Linked DNA regions of Mus musculus: region 1 is linked to region 2. Evidence: chromatin contacts called from public promoter capture Hi-C data. All regions are on one chromosome and are shown on one strand. Each heading gives the region's core, a stretch centred on a gene start, on an enhancer-like site or on the middle of the called end of the contact. The rest is flanking DNA. Distances are from core to core; before and after follow the strand shown. Region 1 holds the start of Ddost (dolichyl-di-phosphooligosaccharide-protein glycotransferase). Region 2 has its middle 24 kb from the start of Ece1.

Region 1 (6,595 bases), core at 1,657-4,156, 470 kb before region 2:
TTGCTGAGCCCTAGGGTTCTCTCCACAGTGAGTCTGGTGTTTAACCTAAGTCCACTTCCTTGCTAAGTATTTCCTATGGGCTGGGAACAATGAAAGGGAAAATGAGGGAAGGGAGACACTGTGTTAGTGAGGAGAGCCATTGTCCAGTGACACATGCAAAGATGGAAGGGTTAGCCGGGCAGCAGCGTGGTGGAAGAGCACACAGGCAGAGTGAACAACGGCAGTGTCAAGTCTGCCAGGTAGGGTGAGCTACGGGGCTGGACAGGAGGCCAGGAGTGAGGTGAGGTAGCCAGTTATTGGAAGGCTGGGACTGGTGGAAGGCACTGGATGGAGCATTCTGAGCTGGAGAACAACATGACTTCCTTGGTCCCAAGGTGGAGCTGGGTACAGGTAGCATGTAGGTCAGAAGGCACTGTGCCAGGCTGTGAAAGCATCCTAAACCAGGAGTAGGTGCTGGGGCACCAGGGGAGGGGCTTTCCATGGGACCTAAAGGGAGACAGCAGGAGCCGGGGGTGGGGCTGGGGGGACTGGCACTTTAGACAGCTGGCAGAACCCACTCTTGTGTGAACTACAGAATACAAAGTAGCTGCCAGGGGAAACAAAAGGCCATCCGTGTTTAACTGAAGTAGAGAATGGCAGGGACATCTTACCCCAGACAGGGACAGCCTGGGCCAAAGATGAAACGGAAAAACTACCTAGCACATTCACCAAAAAAGCAAAAGAAACGGCCAGGGCTGGAGAGACGGCTCAGTGACTAAGCACGCAGGCTGCTCTTCCAGAGGACCAGGGTTCAATTCCCAGCACCCACACAGCAGCTCACAACTGTCTGCAATTCCAGTCCAAAGGGATCCACCACCCTCTTCTGGCCTCTGAAAGCATCAGGCATAAACATGGTGGGACATACATGCTGGCCAAATATCCATGCAAAACAAACAAACAAACACACACACACACACACACACATAAGAAATTGTCAGGCTGGACAGATGGCTCAGTGGTTAAGAGGACTGGCTGCTCTTCCAGAGGACCTGGTTTCAATTCCTAGCACGTCTGTAACTCCTGTTCCAGGAGATCCAACACCCTCACACAGACATACATGCATTCAAAACACCAATATATGTAAAGCAAAAACAACTAAGTTATATATTTTTTAAAGTGTTTAAAAAAGCAAAAAGAGCCAGGAGGTGGTGGCGCACGCCTTTAATCCCAGCACTTGGGAGGCAGAGGCAGGTGGATTTCTGAGTTCGAGGCCAGCCTGGTCTACAAAGTGAGTTCCAGGACAGCCAGGGCTATACAGAGGAACCCTGTCTTGAAAAAAAAAAAAAAATGAATGAATGAATGAAAAGAAAAGAAAAGAAAAGAAAAGAAAATTGCCAAAGGAACTGGAGATAGCTAGTTAGTGAAAATACATAGGAAGTGGCTAAAGCTATGGGAAGGGCAAGCATCTCAGCAAGATAAAAATATGAGACTCTCATGTCATCTATTCTCGGTTGGGGACACCAGACTCACAGGCCCAAGGGAGTTAAGAACACTTCTCCAAATATACACATGGAAGAGAGAGACAAAGTTCAGCTCAGTAGATCTTAACAGAAATGTCTAGTGGTGGACTCAACTGCCTTGTAAGACAGAAATAGTTAAGTGTAAGTTACAGATCTTCACTCCATTCAGTAGTCTCTGAGGGCTGGTGAGATGGCTTAGCAGGCAGCCACAGGTCGGTCACTGGGTTCAAGTCTCCAGTAAGGGCTGGGAATGACAAGCGGTGCCTATTACCCAAGCATCAGGAGGCAGAGACTGATCTGAGAGCTCACTGTCCAGCCTGCTTAGTCAAAATGGCAAGCTTCAGGTTCAGTGAGAGACCCTGGCTTAAGGGAGTGAGGAGTGTGACAGAGTAGGTGACCCGATTCTACACGTCCACAGAAGTGTGCACAACCTCACATACATGCATATTTCCCACCACCCCCAATACCAACTAGCCTTGTGTTGGTCAGCCAAAACACATCCATCAGGCCTTAAGGGTTGATGGGTATGTATCTATTTGTATTCTTATGACCTGCAGAATGACTTTTTACAGCAATCCATGTTAATAATGTGACAAATCTTTGTACACAAGCAAGTCAAATCAAGAGTTTCTTTATCAGGACCCTTGTTAGAGAAAACCCCCTTCTCCAGAAGCGAAATGTCTACGGGTGACATTTGGCACTCTATCCTTAGCTGTATCTTTTTGACGGATGAAATCTCCGAGGCCCAAGCTGCAATTAACATTTTCCTCTACTATACTTCGAAACTCACCCCAAGACCCAGAACATGCCCAGGAACAAGAAGACAGCCGTCTCCTGAGCCCCCCCAATCCCATTTCGAGGGGCGACGCGCGCCCTTACCTTCCACCGACGGGGAAAAGATGATAAGGTTGTCATAGAGGAACTCCCCGTACTTAATGAGGGACAAGCTGGGGTCATCTGCGGTCTTGAAGGTGAGCTCAAAGCCCCGGTCTGGAGGAAAGAAACCCGGAACCCGGTCAGGAGAGGAATCCCTGCTGCAGCCCTCGGAGGGGGCTGCCGTCTCCGCCCCAACCCGGGCCATTCCCTCGGCTCTGCTCGGCGCTCACCCTTCAGGCTGCGGAAGAACAGCGAGTGCGTGTCCCGCACGTTCAGGTTGTCCAGCAGCACGAGGGTGCGGGGGCCGCTGGCGCAGACGCAGCCGAGCACGGCCAGCAGCAGCCCGCAGAGGGGCCAGGCGCGGACGGCGAGGCGGGGATCCATCTTCATCTCCCAGCAGCCCAGGCCAGCACCTGGGCACCGGAAGCGTCCCTCGCGGCCGCCCAATGGCCGCTCGCAGCGGCGGAGTACCACTTGGAAGCGGTCCGGGTACTCCGTGGCCCCGCGGCCCACGCCGCTGCGGGGACGGACCAAGAAGCAGGGAACGCCACCGGAAGTGGCCCTCCGGAGGCCGAGTCTCTGTACCTTATTGGCGAAACGCACTTGAGGCTCCGCCTCCCCCATGGAAAAGGGCCAATCCAAGAGAGACAGCTCCGTAGCTGCTGCCAATCAACAAAGCCGGGCGCCCTTTGCCTCCGCCCAGGCTAGCTCCCGCCACATCTCTCAAACTCTCCTCTAGCGTCTCCAGATTTTCCGTTTCCTAGGCAGCCGCCCCTTTTCCCCCAGGACGCAGTTGTCATTACCAGGACCAGATAGGGGTGAATTCCTCGCCTGTCGCTAGTCTAACGGGCTCGGAAGCAGGCCCTTATCTCTTGAGAGCAATGAGGTGGGGAAATAGGCTCTGGCCAGGCCCGAAACAGGGTGGATGGCCAAGGAGAAGGTTAGTGATCAAAAGGCTCTTCACAACCAGGATTGGTGGCTCGTGCTTTTAATTTCAGCACTCGAGTGGGAGGCAGAGGCAGATCTTTGTGACTTCGAGGCCAGCCTGGTCCACATAGTGAGTCCAGGCCTGCTGGGGTCACATATTGAGAGCTGGTATAATGCGGCGGGAGGGAGCAACTTGGCTGGCCGGCCAAGGTGATCCCCTGAACAATCAAGCCACGCGACAGACCTAGTGTAAAGACGATTTATCGTCGGTGGAAGGGAAGGGGACTTGGGACGGGGTAGAGACCGAAAAGGGGAACAGAGAATGGTAGAGAAGAGGCCAGCTGAGAACATCTGGGGGGAGAGAGGAGAGAATAGGAGATAGGGAGAGAGGCAGGTTAGCCGAGAGGAGTCCTTACACGCCTGGCTCGCACCTGGCTGGCGGCTACCCAAGCTGCTGCGTGGTGCCTAGCGGAATTGTCTATAAGCCAACATGGGGTGCCAGCAAGATGGTTCAGCTGATAAAGGTGCTTGTTTGCCACCAAGACTGACGTCGTGAGTTCAATCCCTGGGCCCCAGACGGTGGAAGGAGAGAACGGCCTTCTGCAAGTTGTCTTCTGACACACACACACACACACCAACCCAAGATTCAGGACAGAAATAAAACGTAGAGGTCTAGGGATGTGTACTTCAGTGGGTAAGATGCATGCATTATCTAGATTGCAGGAAGGCCTGGGTTTGATGCCCAGTATCATAGAAAACTAGGCATGGCAGCTGGCAGCTGTAACCTCAGCACTCGAGATACAAACATCAGGATAATTAGTGCAAAGTTGTCCTCAGCTACATGCAAGTCCCAGGCCAGCTGGATGTGACCGTCTCCATATAATAATTATCGTTCCTAAACTTCTCTGAAGCCCAACCACACCACTCAGTGACACTGACTTTAGGGATGTGCCATTGTTAGGACACCCTTTCAAGGTACCCACCTACACCTCTCCCTATAGCTTCAACCGCCTCTGCTCTCTGCTCTGAGTACTGCCAACCTTCGCACACACCCTTGAGTTGCCCATCTGCACCTGTTGCCCTTTCAGCTCCCTCCACAGGTGCCCGCCCTCCCCAGGACTCCCACCTGAGATCTGTATCTTTGCTTTTCCATGGTGGTGGGTGGGGCTTTATTCCCTCAGAAACCTGAGCAACCTCCCCTGACTGGTGCTACTGCAGTGGCCTTTGGTAGTCTGACCCTGTACCCTGGCTGCTTCAGTGAAAACTCCTTGGCCCAAGAGTAAGTAAGGCCTACCAAAGTCTCTGGTATAAGGAGGAGGGCAGAGTAGCTCAGTACAGAGCTAGCACATACTCTAACCCTTCACAGAATACCACGAAGTGGGTGCAGCTCTCGTTTATCGAGGTGGTGAGGAACTGTCAGCTCCCTTGACTGTGGGCCCACCGAGGTCATGCTGGAATACAGAGGGGAGGGCTGTCATGGCAACCTGGATTCATTTCTGGCTATGTCAGGACACAGTTCCAGTTCGGGTCCCTGAAGCCTGGCAGGACAGCAGTAACCACACCTGCTGCACAAACCTGAGCTCAATCCCCGGAAGCCACCGTGGATGGAGAGAAGCCATCCTGGAAGCTGGCCTCTCTCCTCTCCGTCCAAGCATCACGACACATGTCCCCAACTTAGGCACACACAATAAAGGGGGGGAGTGTGCTTGGGTGGTTTGGGGAGGTACTTGGTGGCTGGAGACACTTGCTGCCAAGCCTAATGACATAGATTCAATCCCTGGGGCCACATGGCAGAGGGAAGAAACTGACTTCCACAGGTCACCATCCAACCTCCACATGCATACCATAGCACATGTGCCCCCATAAAAAATATTTATATACACACACACACACGTGCGTACATATACATACACACACACGTGTACATATACATATACACACACACATATATATACACATACACACACGTGTACATATACACACACACACACACACATATATATATATATATATATATACACACACACACACGTGCATACATATACATACACACACACAGAAGCTGGAGAGAGAGCTCGATTGGCAGAGTCCTTGAGAAAAGATACCTGAGGTTGCCTTCTGATCTACACACATGCACACATACACATGAATACATACATACATACATACATACATACATACATACATACATGGACACAAATACACACACTACAAACCAGGCCATTTCTGCCTCAGCAAGGCATGGTTCTGCTTGTATAGTCACTTGTGCTGGTGACAGAACCTCTAGAGCTGCTGCAAGCAGTGACCCAGTCTCTCTACAGGATGGCAGGGCAGGCCCCAGGAAGCATCAGAGGGTTGGGAAAGGGCGCTTATTCCAAAAGGCAGTTTATTGGGCAGCTTTCTGTAAATCACCTTCTCTGGACTGCTGTCCAGCCAAGGGTAGGCTAGGCACAGCAGCTGTCTCCAGGTCCACTGTGTGTCACAGGTTCCCTTGGAAGGGGCCAATCACAGAGGCCCAAATCTTAAGTCACCAAGATGTTGAGTTTTGTCCGTGTGGTTGGCAGCTTCTGTGCTCTGTATGAGAATGCCTGGGGAGATCGGTGGGCATCTGAGCCCGTGGAGGTAGACCCACACTGGCTAGTGTAGGCTCAGTGGCAGGCAAGTCAGTAGGGACATTGGCTCCTGTGAATAGCTGGAGCAGGCCTCTCTCTGAGAAGTGTAGTCCAACTTCCACAAAGCTCAGGCCCTGGGCCAAAGGGAGTTCTCTAGGGAATAGGGAAGGGAACGTGTCTTCCCAGGGCTAAGATCCCCTTGGGCTTGGGGACACTGTGGAGTAGGAGAGAAGAGGCCTGGTTGGGGCTTTGCAGAGAGGACTCGGAAGTTTCTTGAAAGCAGATAGCAGCAGGCAGCTGGATCACAGAGGCTCACCACCGAAGCTGTTTTTGCTTTTTTTACGCTTGGCTTTGGAGAAGGGGATGTCAAGGGACTCTAGGCGGAAGGGCCGGGGCTGGGGCATTTCCGGGGTCTGGGTGGGCGGCAAGGCAGAGTTGTTGCTCAGAGAGGAATTTAGCCCCGGTGGTGAGTTGTGATATGCTATGGAGAAGAAGCAGAGGGCACCAGTGAGCAGGGACAGCACCACACGTGGAAAGCAGAGGGTCTGACAGTACCTGCCTGCCTGAGGCCCTTGCTCTGCAGCTAGGACCCCTCTAAGGATGCTCTGCTGGGATCTCAGACTTAGACATAGTGTCACTTCTGAGTCCAAAGGGTAGGGAATTGTAGGCTGGTTTCTAGTT
Region 2 (7,298 bases), core at 2,203-4,702:
CATCATGTCTGAACAACAGAAATGTAGATGCTGGCATGTGTGGCTCCTGTACCTTCAGGAAGAGAAGCAGTTTGCAAAGCAATGTGCACACAGGACCGTATGTTCCTGCTTAAGCCTGTGCTTTCCTGTTTGTTTGTTTTCTATAACAATCATCCATGGCTTTTGTAATAAAGGAAGAATGGTAGTGGGGCCTTGTGGCTCTGGCCTGTGATCCCCACTACCTGGGAGGTTGAGGCATAAATTCAAGATCAGCAAGGGCGATAGAGTAAGAGAGTGTGTTCAAGGAGATCCTGGGCAACCTACTGAGAATGTTTTGAAATACAAATAGAAGAGGAAGAAGAAGAGAAAGAGAAGGAAGAGGAAGAAGAGGAGGAAGAGGAGAAGGAGGAGGAAAAGGAGGAAGAAGAAGAGAAGGAGGAAGAAGAGGGGGAAGAAGAAGAGGAGGAGGAAGAAGCGGAGGAAGGCTGCAGATACAGCTCAGGGATGAAGCCCTGGCCTAGTCTTAGTGAGGCTCTAGCTTCAGTCCTCGGTACTGAGAAAAGTAAAGAAAGAAAGCTGAGCGTGGTGGTACACACCTTTGATTGCAGCACTCAGGAGGCAGAGGCAGGTGGGTTTCTGAGTTCTAGGCCAGCCTGGTCTACATAGAGAACTCCAAGCTAGTCAGAGCTACACCATGAGATTCTGCCGAGAGAGAGAGAGAGAGAGAGAGAGAGAGAGAGAGAGAGAGAGAGAGAGAGAGAGAGAGAAGAAGAAGAAGAAGAAGAAGAAGAAGAAGAAGAAGAAGAAGAAGGAGGAGGAGGAGGAGGAGGAGGAGGAGGAGGAGGAGGAGGAGGAAGAGGAGGAGGAGGAGGAGGAGGGAGGGGAGAGGAAAAGAAAAGGAGGGAGGGAGGAGGGAGAGAGGAAGGGAGGAAGGAAATTAGACAGACTGAATGACTTGGGTATTACATGTGTGTGCACATGTGTGCATGTTTGTGTGTATGCATGGAGATGCCAGAGGACAGAGAAGGACATCAGATGTCCTTCTCTGTCATTCTGCCCCTTAGTCCCTTAAGGCAGTGTCTCACTGGACCTGATGTTAGGCTGGTGGCTGACAAGTCCCAGCCATCCTGCTTTTTGCACCCCCAAAGCATTGGCATAAATGTGGCTATACCTGGTTCTTATGTGGGTACCAGGGACCTCAGGATGTCCTGATGCTTAGGCAGAAAATCTTATACACCATCATTTCCCAGCTAACACCATCTTCCTTTAGAGATAGGGTCTCTCACTGGCGTGGAAGTCACCAAGTAGGCTAGGCAGTTTGGCCAGTGAGCCCCAGGGATGCTGGTGTCTGCCTCCACAGCTCCGGGATAATAAATATGTGCCTGCATGTCCGGATTTGTACATGCGGGTGAGTCAGATCCTTGTGCTTTGGGACAAACACTTTACAGACAGAACCATCTCCTCGGCCCCTGGATGCTATTGGCTTTTATTTCATGCGCATGCATATTTTGCCCGCGTGTATGTACTAGAGGCTAGAGCAGGGCATTGATTATCTGCAACTGGAGTTACAGACAGTTGTGACCCACCATGTGGGTGCTAAGAATCATTTCTGGGTCCTCTGGAAGAGCAGTCAGTGCTCTTAACCACCAGGCCATGTCTTCAGCTATCCAACTTCTTCTTGAAGTGACTCACTATGCAGTCAGATGGAAAGGCTGGGTTCACTCCCTTTATCCTTCTGCCACAGTAGCTAGCCCCGCCCCCACCCCTGAGGTCCTAAATGCTTCCGAACAAGCACAGATGTGTGCCCACCCAGGGGCGAGTTTGGGGAATTTGTTAGATGCCATCTGGATGAGTGAAGGGGTTGCAAGATGAATTGTGTTGGAAGAAGAACCGAAGCTTCTTGAGATGGTTGGCCTGGCCTCGGGATCATCAGGTGGCGCCTCCCTGGCAAGGGAGTCCTGGAGGTGAGCCATGACAGTTAGGAGCTAACTGGGTGAAGGGAGGGGAAGAGGGTGGTCCTGGCATCCAGTAGAAGTAGAAGTTGTGGGGCAGTAGGGAGGTTGTGGATCTGGCCATGGTGCTGGAGTGCCTAAGAGGCAAGAGAAGCGTCAGGGGCCAGAGTATGTGGCCTTGCAGGCTGCACTGAGGATTTAGACCTTGATCCAGAAGAAAAATAGCTGCCATGTGTCACAGTCACATGCATCCATCGGATGCTGTGTGGTGAGCATACTGAATGAGGACAGTTGGAGACAGTGGCAGTGTTGGGGATCAGCTGCCATGCAGACCTGAGCGTCCCTACCCTCAGCTGGTTCTAATAAAGAATTGCCATTCAGACAACAGCTGGGCAAAGAGACAGAGTGGGAATCTTAGATTGTGCGGGCAAGGGACCAAGAGAGAGGGGAAGAAGAGAGAATTGCTGTGGGATCAGATTTAAGAGCTGCAGGAGAGAAACCATCCAGCAATGTAGGTGGAAAGGGAATGCAGCCCTATGGAGTTGCTGCCCAGAAGGTAACAGGGAAGAAAAGGTAAAATATAGATTTAGAAGGTGTCAAGCCAACGGGGAGATTTAGAAGTGCTCAACCATTGAGCTAGTCAAGGTATATCAAAATTAACTGGTGTGTGTGTGTGTGTGTGTGCTTCATTCATAAATCCAGAGAGCTCTTGGGTGAGTGCAGTGTGCGAGTGACTCACCAGGAGCCAACAGTTTAATTAATTTACTGCAACATGCCAGGTTGCCCAGGGCTGCTATTGAGGCTGTACAGGGGAGGCTTGGGTGAGACAGGTGGGCATGGGCAGACCATGGTATGGATGGGTGGATGGATAAGGGCAAGGGAGAGGGAGGTTTTCCTGATGAGCTCTGGGTTTGTGGATGGAGCAGTGTGTTAGAGTATCAGACTGGGGAGATCTGAGCTGACAGGCTGAGAGTGAGATGTGTTTAAGTCTTGGGCACGCCGGACTGGCCAGCAGTAACGACGCTGCAACAGGATCCTTCTGCACACGTTTATTGGGAGAGCTTGATTGCAGAGGCGAAGAGACCCCGAGCCCAGAACTGGTGCTGCTTATATAGGCCTAGGAGAGGCGTGTCTCACACCCGGATTGGTTATGCACTACGCCTCATTTGCATGTTCCTCATCTGATTGGCTACTCTCTCTGTACCTCACAGAGCCTCATTATCATACCTCATTTGCATGTCTCACATCTGATTGGTTATACTCTCAAAGCCTCGTTATCATGCCCGGGCCAGGCAGTGTCTTTGCAAAAAACTTTACTGCATATGTACACATTGGTTGTTTGTCCAAACTTATGTGTGGTGGCCAGCAGTAGTCAGTGCCACTCTGCAACGGCACATGTGGCTTCCCACATTTAAGGAGAGAAGTGCAAGCAGCTGGATGTCCCTCTTAGGATCAGAGGAAAGGCTAAGTCAGAGTAAGGCCTCCACATCTCTGCAGGATAGACAGGTAGGCTGCGCCACCTTGAGGACCTTGCTGTAAACCAGTAACACACCCCCTGCAACGGAGGTACCCCACAGAGGTGGCGTGCATGGGAGGGCTGCTAGTCCTTCTGTGGACACCCTAGGAGAGAACAGGATGGAGGGGAGGGTCTGAGACGGGGCTGGGGAGTGTCAGCGATCTGCAGAGGAGACTGAGAAGTAGAAACGGGAGGAAACAAAACCAGGAGGAGCTCTGACCACAGAGGACAGAACTCTCATCCCCGGGTGCTGAGGGCTGCCAAGCAAGAGGTCAAGTGTACTGAGTCAGCAGGACATGGGCTGCTGGCTTAGGGAACATCCGGTCAGCGTGACTTGGCAAGCATGGGACAAAATCCAGAATAGCCCGTGCTGAAGGAGAAGAAAACAAACGGGCAGTCCTCCCCAAAGCTTGCTTGTTTGTTTGTTTGTTTGTTTATTTATTATTGGCATCAGGTGCCAAACTCAGGGTCAGTACTCTACTATGGACCCATATTCCCAGGATCCCTCCCCACCTCCACCCCCACCCCCACCCCAGTATAAGACAGAGTCTCATGTAGTCCAGGTTGACACTGAATTCCATGTGTAGCTGAGGGTGATCTTGAACTTCTGATCCTCCTGCCTCTGTTTCTGGAGTGCTGAGATTACAGTGTGTAGTTATAGGTAGGTAATAGACAGACAGACAGAGACAGACAAATGATAGAGAGATGATAGGTAGGTAGATGATAGATAGATAGATAGATAGATAGATAGATAGATAGATAGATAGATGACAGGTAGGTAGATGACAGGTAGATGATAGATGGATAGATGATAGATTATAGATAGATGCTAGATAAGTAGATAAATGATAGGTAAATGATAGATAAGTAGATAAATAATAGGTAGATGATAGATAGATGGTAGATTAGATAGATAGATAGATGATAGATAGATAGATAGATAGATAGATAGATAGATAGATAGATAGATAGATAGATAGATGGATAAACAGACAGACAGATAGATAGACAGATAGAAAGATAGACAGATAGACAGATAGATAGGTGATAGATAAGCCCACCATGGTGAGCTTATAGTTCCGGGATGTGTGCACACGAGACAAGTGTCTACCAACAAGAGCTACAGCATGAGTTACATTCCCTGCCCCCTTTCCCTTAAGGACTTTCTTCCTAAGGAAATAGGCAGGCAGCTCCAGTTTGGGTCAGGTCAAGGGAGGCTCTTCTCTTTTGCTTTCCCCTCCCACCCCCCCCCACCCCCTGAGATGAGCTACTTGCGAGGGCTTGGGTTGGGTGTGGGGTAGACTGTGTGTGTAGGAGAGGGTATGGGGGAATGGCTGGGTAGAAGGATGGGCTGCGGAGGCTGATGCTCGATTTGCTGTGTAGTTAAAGATGACCTTGAACTTTTGATCCTTCTGCCTCCACCTTCCAAGTGCTGTGATGGCTTGCCACCTCTAACTTCCAAGTGCTGGGATTGTAGGTGGGTTGCCACCACAGCTGTCTCAGGAAGGGACGTTACGGCAGGATGCTAATGCTAATGCAGAGAGCCTTCTGTGCTGTGTGGACAGTCTGAAGGTGTCGCATTGAGAGTAGAGAAGAACAGGCATGCCATGCTTGGGAGTAGAGTTCTGGGAGAGTGGAAAGTTTCTAAGGAGCTGCAGGCGGTTCTGAACTCCAAGCAAAGCTGGGTTATCTATCAGTCATCTGTCTGTCTATCTATCTATCTATCTATCTATCTATCTATCTATCTATCTATCTATCTATGTCCTTCTGGCTCAAGCCATCCTCCAGCTTCAAATTCCTGAGTAATTATGTCTACAGGCACTGGCTTTGGTCCTAAATGCTCTGGTTTTTATTTTATTTTATTTTATTTTATTTTATTTTATTTTATTTTATTTTGTCTAGCTCTATCCCTTGATGAAATGACTTTATCTTAAGATCTTAGTTTCCAACCTATAAAAAAGGGGACAAACACAACCCCACTCATTACAGTTTCTGGTTCCTGGATCTGGTCTGGTCTGGCTGTCAACGCCTCCCTCCTCCCACCCCGTCCCCATGTTGAATGTTGGGAAGGGTGACCTGGAAAGCTGTCTGTGTTTATAACAAACTGACCAGCAGGGGCAGCAGATACCTACACAGGAACACCGGAGCAGCCTTGCGCTGTGGTACCCAGAGAGCAATGCAGGGGACAAGACTGAAGCTGCCACTAGGCTGATCTGTGTGGCTCATGAGCCAGAAGGGAAATAAGTACCACACTTGAGTTCAGGGGCTCTGTAGCGGAAGTGGACGAAGAAACAGCTCGATTTAAGAATGTAACCGCTAGGGAGGAGAAAGGAGCGGACAGAGTCTAGGCTGATCTGTGTGGGAGGGGCTAGGGAATGAAACAGGCTGGCAGGGCTACCTGAACTGGGGGGTTAGAGTTGACATCAGGGAGTCACAGGGGCACAGAGGAGGGGGCGGGGCAGAAGAGGAAATGGGGTGTGGAAAGGAGAACTGGGAGCTTCCAAGAGACCCAGAGCCGCACCTGTAGCATAGGGCCTGTGGAGGGCCGGGGAGACCCTGGGGTGGGGACAAGGGCCCATCACACTTGGCCCCCTTGGTGTCTCTTCTTCCCGTCTCGCTGAGCTTGCAGACCCACAGCAGTGGCAGCATACGAGGTGGCCCTGAAGCATTTGAGGCCCACAATTGCCAGGGCTGGAAGAGCTCCCCACATTCTTGTACCCAACGCCACGTTTTGCGGAGGAGGAAACCAAGACCCAGCTCCCTTGTAGCTCGGCGAGACTGGATTGAAGCTGCAGCTGGTCTCTGCCCTGACGGGCATCATCAGGTATAGTTAGCGGTGGCCGGCGCTCCCACAGCCTGGAACATCCAGGCTCGGGACACCTTCAGGGGGAGAGTTTTCAGGACAGAAACTGTTGCCACGCCCCCTTGGGAGCTTATAAAATCCCACGTCTCAATTCTAAAGCAAGGGGTTCAGAATAAAGAGGATATAGTTAATGTCTTTAATACGACAGGGTAATTTCGAAACTGAAAACAAACTTGAGGGAAGGCAATTAAAAGCTCTTCTCCCTTGGAACACAAATATGAGAAACAGCGGCAAAGATGGCACTTAGCTCAATCCTATGTTTATTTTATTTTAAAGCGCCACCAACTGGGGCTTATCCTGGATAAAGAAGGAAAATTAACCTTCAGAAAATGCAGCCACTAAGTTCTCATGTTAATCAACAGGCTACAGGAGAAAAACCATGAGACAGTCTCCGCGCAGGCGCATGCTCAGAAGAAAGCTGTTCGGAAAGTCACACCCATTTGCAGTTTCCAAAATCTTTAGTAAACCAGGAGGGAGTAGGGGGTGGGAAAATTACCAAAACTTATAACGGGGTTGGACACGTGGCTCAGTGGTTAGAGCACTGGCTTCTCTTGCAGAGGACCTGGGTTCAAGTCCCAGCACCCACATGGCGGCTCAGACCCATCTGTAACTCGGGTTCCAGTGAATCCCATGTTCTCTTCCAGGCAGGCACATGGAGCAGACATACACTCGGTCAAAACATTCATATACATAAGATAAAATAAATCTAAAGATGTTTTTACATTATTAAGGTCACTGAGGTGGTTAAGCCGGGGTGCTCATTGCCAAACCTGGCAGTCCGATATCAGTTCCTCAGACCAATATGATGGAAGAAACTGACTCCCCCAAGTTTCCATCTGACTTCCTTGTGGACATTGTGGTGTACACACACACACACACACACACACACACACACGTAAGGGTTTTTTTTTTTTGAAGGTTTGTTTGTTTGTTTGTTTTTTAAAGTATGATTAAAGCCAGGCTGTCACGGTGCATGCCTTCAATCAGA

The links. Promoter capture Hi-C pulls out the DNA fragments that hold promoters and counts their contacts.
Region 1: a promoter capture Hi-C map of liver shows a contact between it and region 2, with 3 times the contacts expected there. The contact joins the promoter of Ddost here to the enhancer-like site in region 2. A contact is called at or near these places in 2 of 39 promoter capture datasets (liver and neural stem cells), 13 of 484 Hi-C or Micro-C datasets (CD8 T cells, the N1E-115 cell line, adipose-derived mesenchymal stem cells and 8 more), 4 of 115 datasets of contacts at active chromatin or transcription factors (bone marrow-derived macrophages, embryonic stem cells, large pre-B cells and 1 more) and 1 of 9 other capture datasets (embryonic stem cells).

What each region holds. Positions count from the first base shown.
Region 1 is chr4:138,301,049-138,307,643 of GRCm38.p6, reverse strand. It overlaps Ddost (dolichyl-di-phosphooligosaccharide-protein glycotransferase), which reads right to left and starts at 2,906. Exons shown (of 11, transcript NM_007838.3): 1 at 2,606-2,906; 2 at 2,379-2,489. The coding sequence starts at 2,765. It overlaps Kif17 (kinesin family member 17), which reads right to left. Exons shown (of 15, transcript NM_010623.4): 15 at 5,671-6,395. The coding sequence ends at 6,217.
Region 2 is chr4:137,834,420-137,841,717 of GRCm38.p6, reverse strand. No RefSeq gene overlaps it. Among named protein-coding and RNA genes, the nearest start is that of Ece1, 24 kb to the left of the region's middle. Within about 2 kb of position 3,452, at least 35 of the 459 cell types and tissues checked have an H3K27ac peak or open chromatin away from gene starts, as enhancers often do. A contact at or near this core is called in liver, where this site is marked.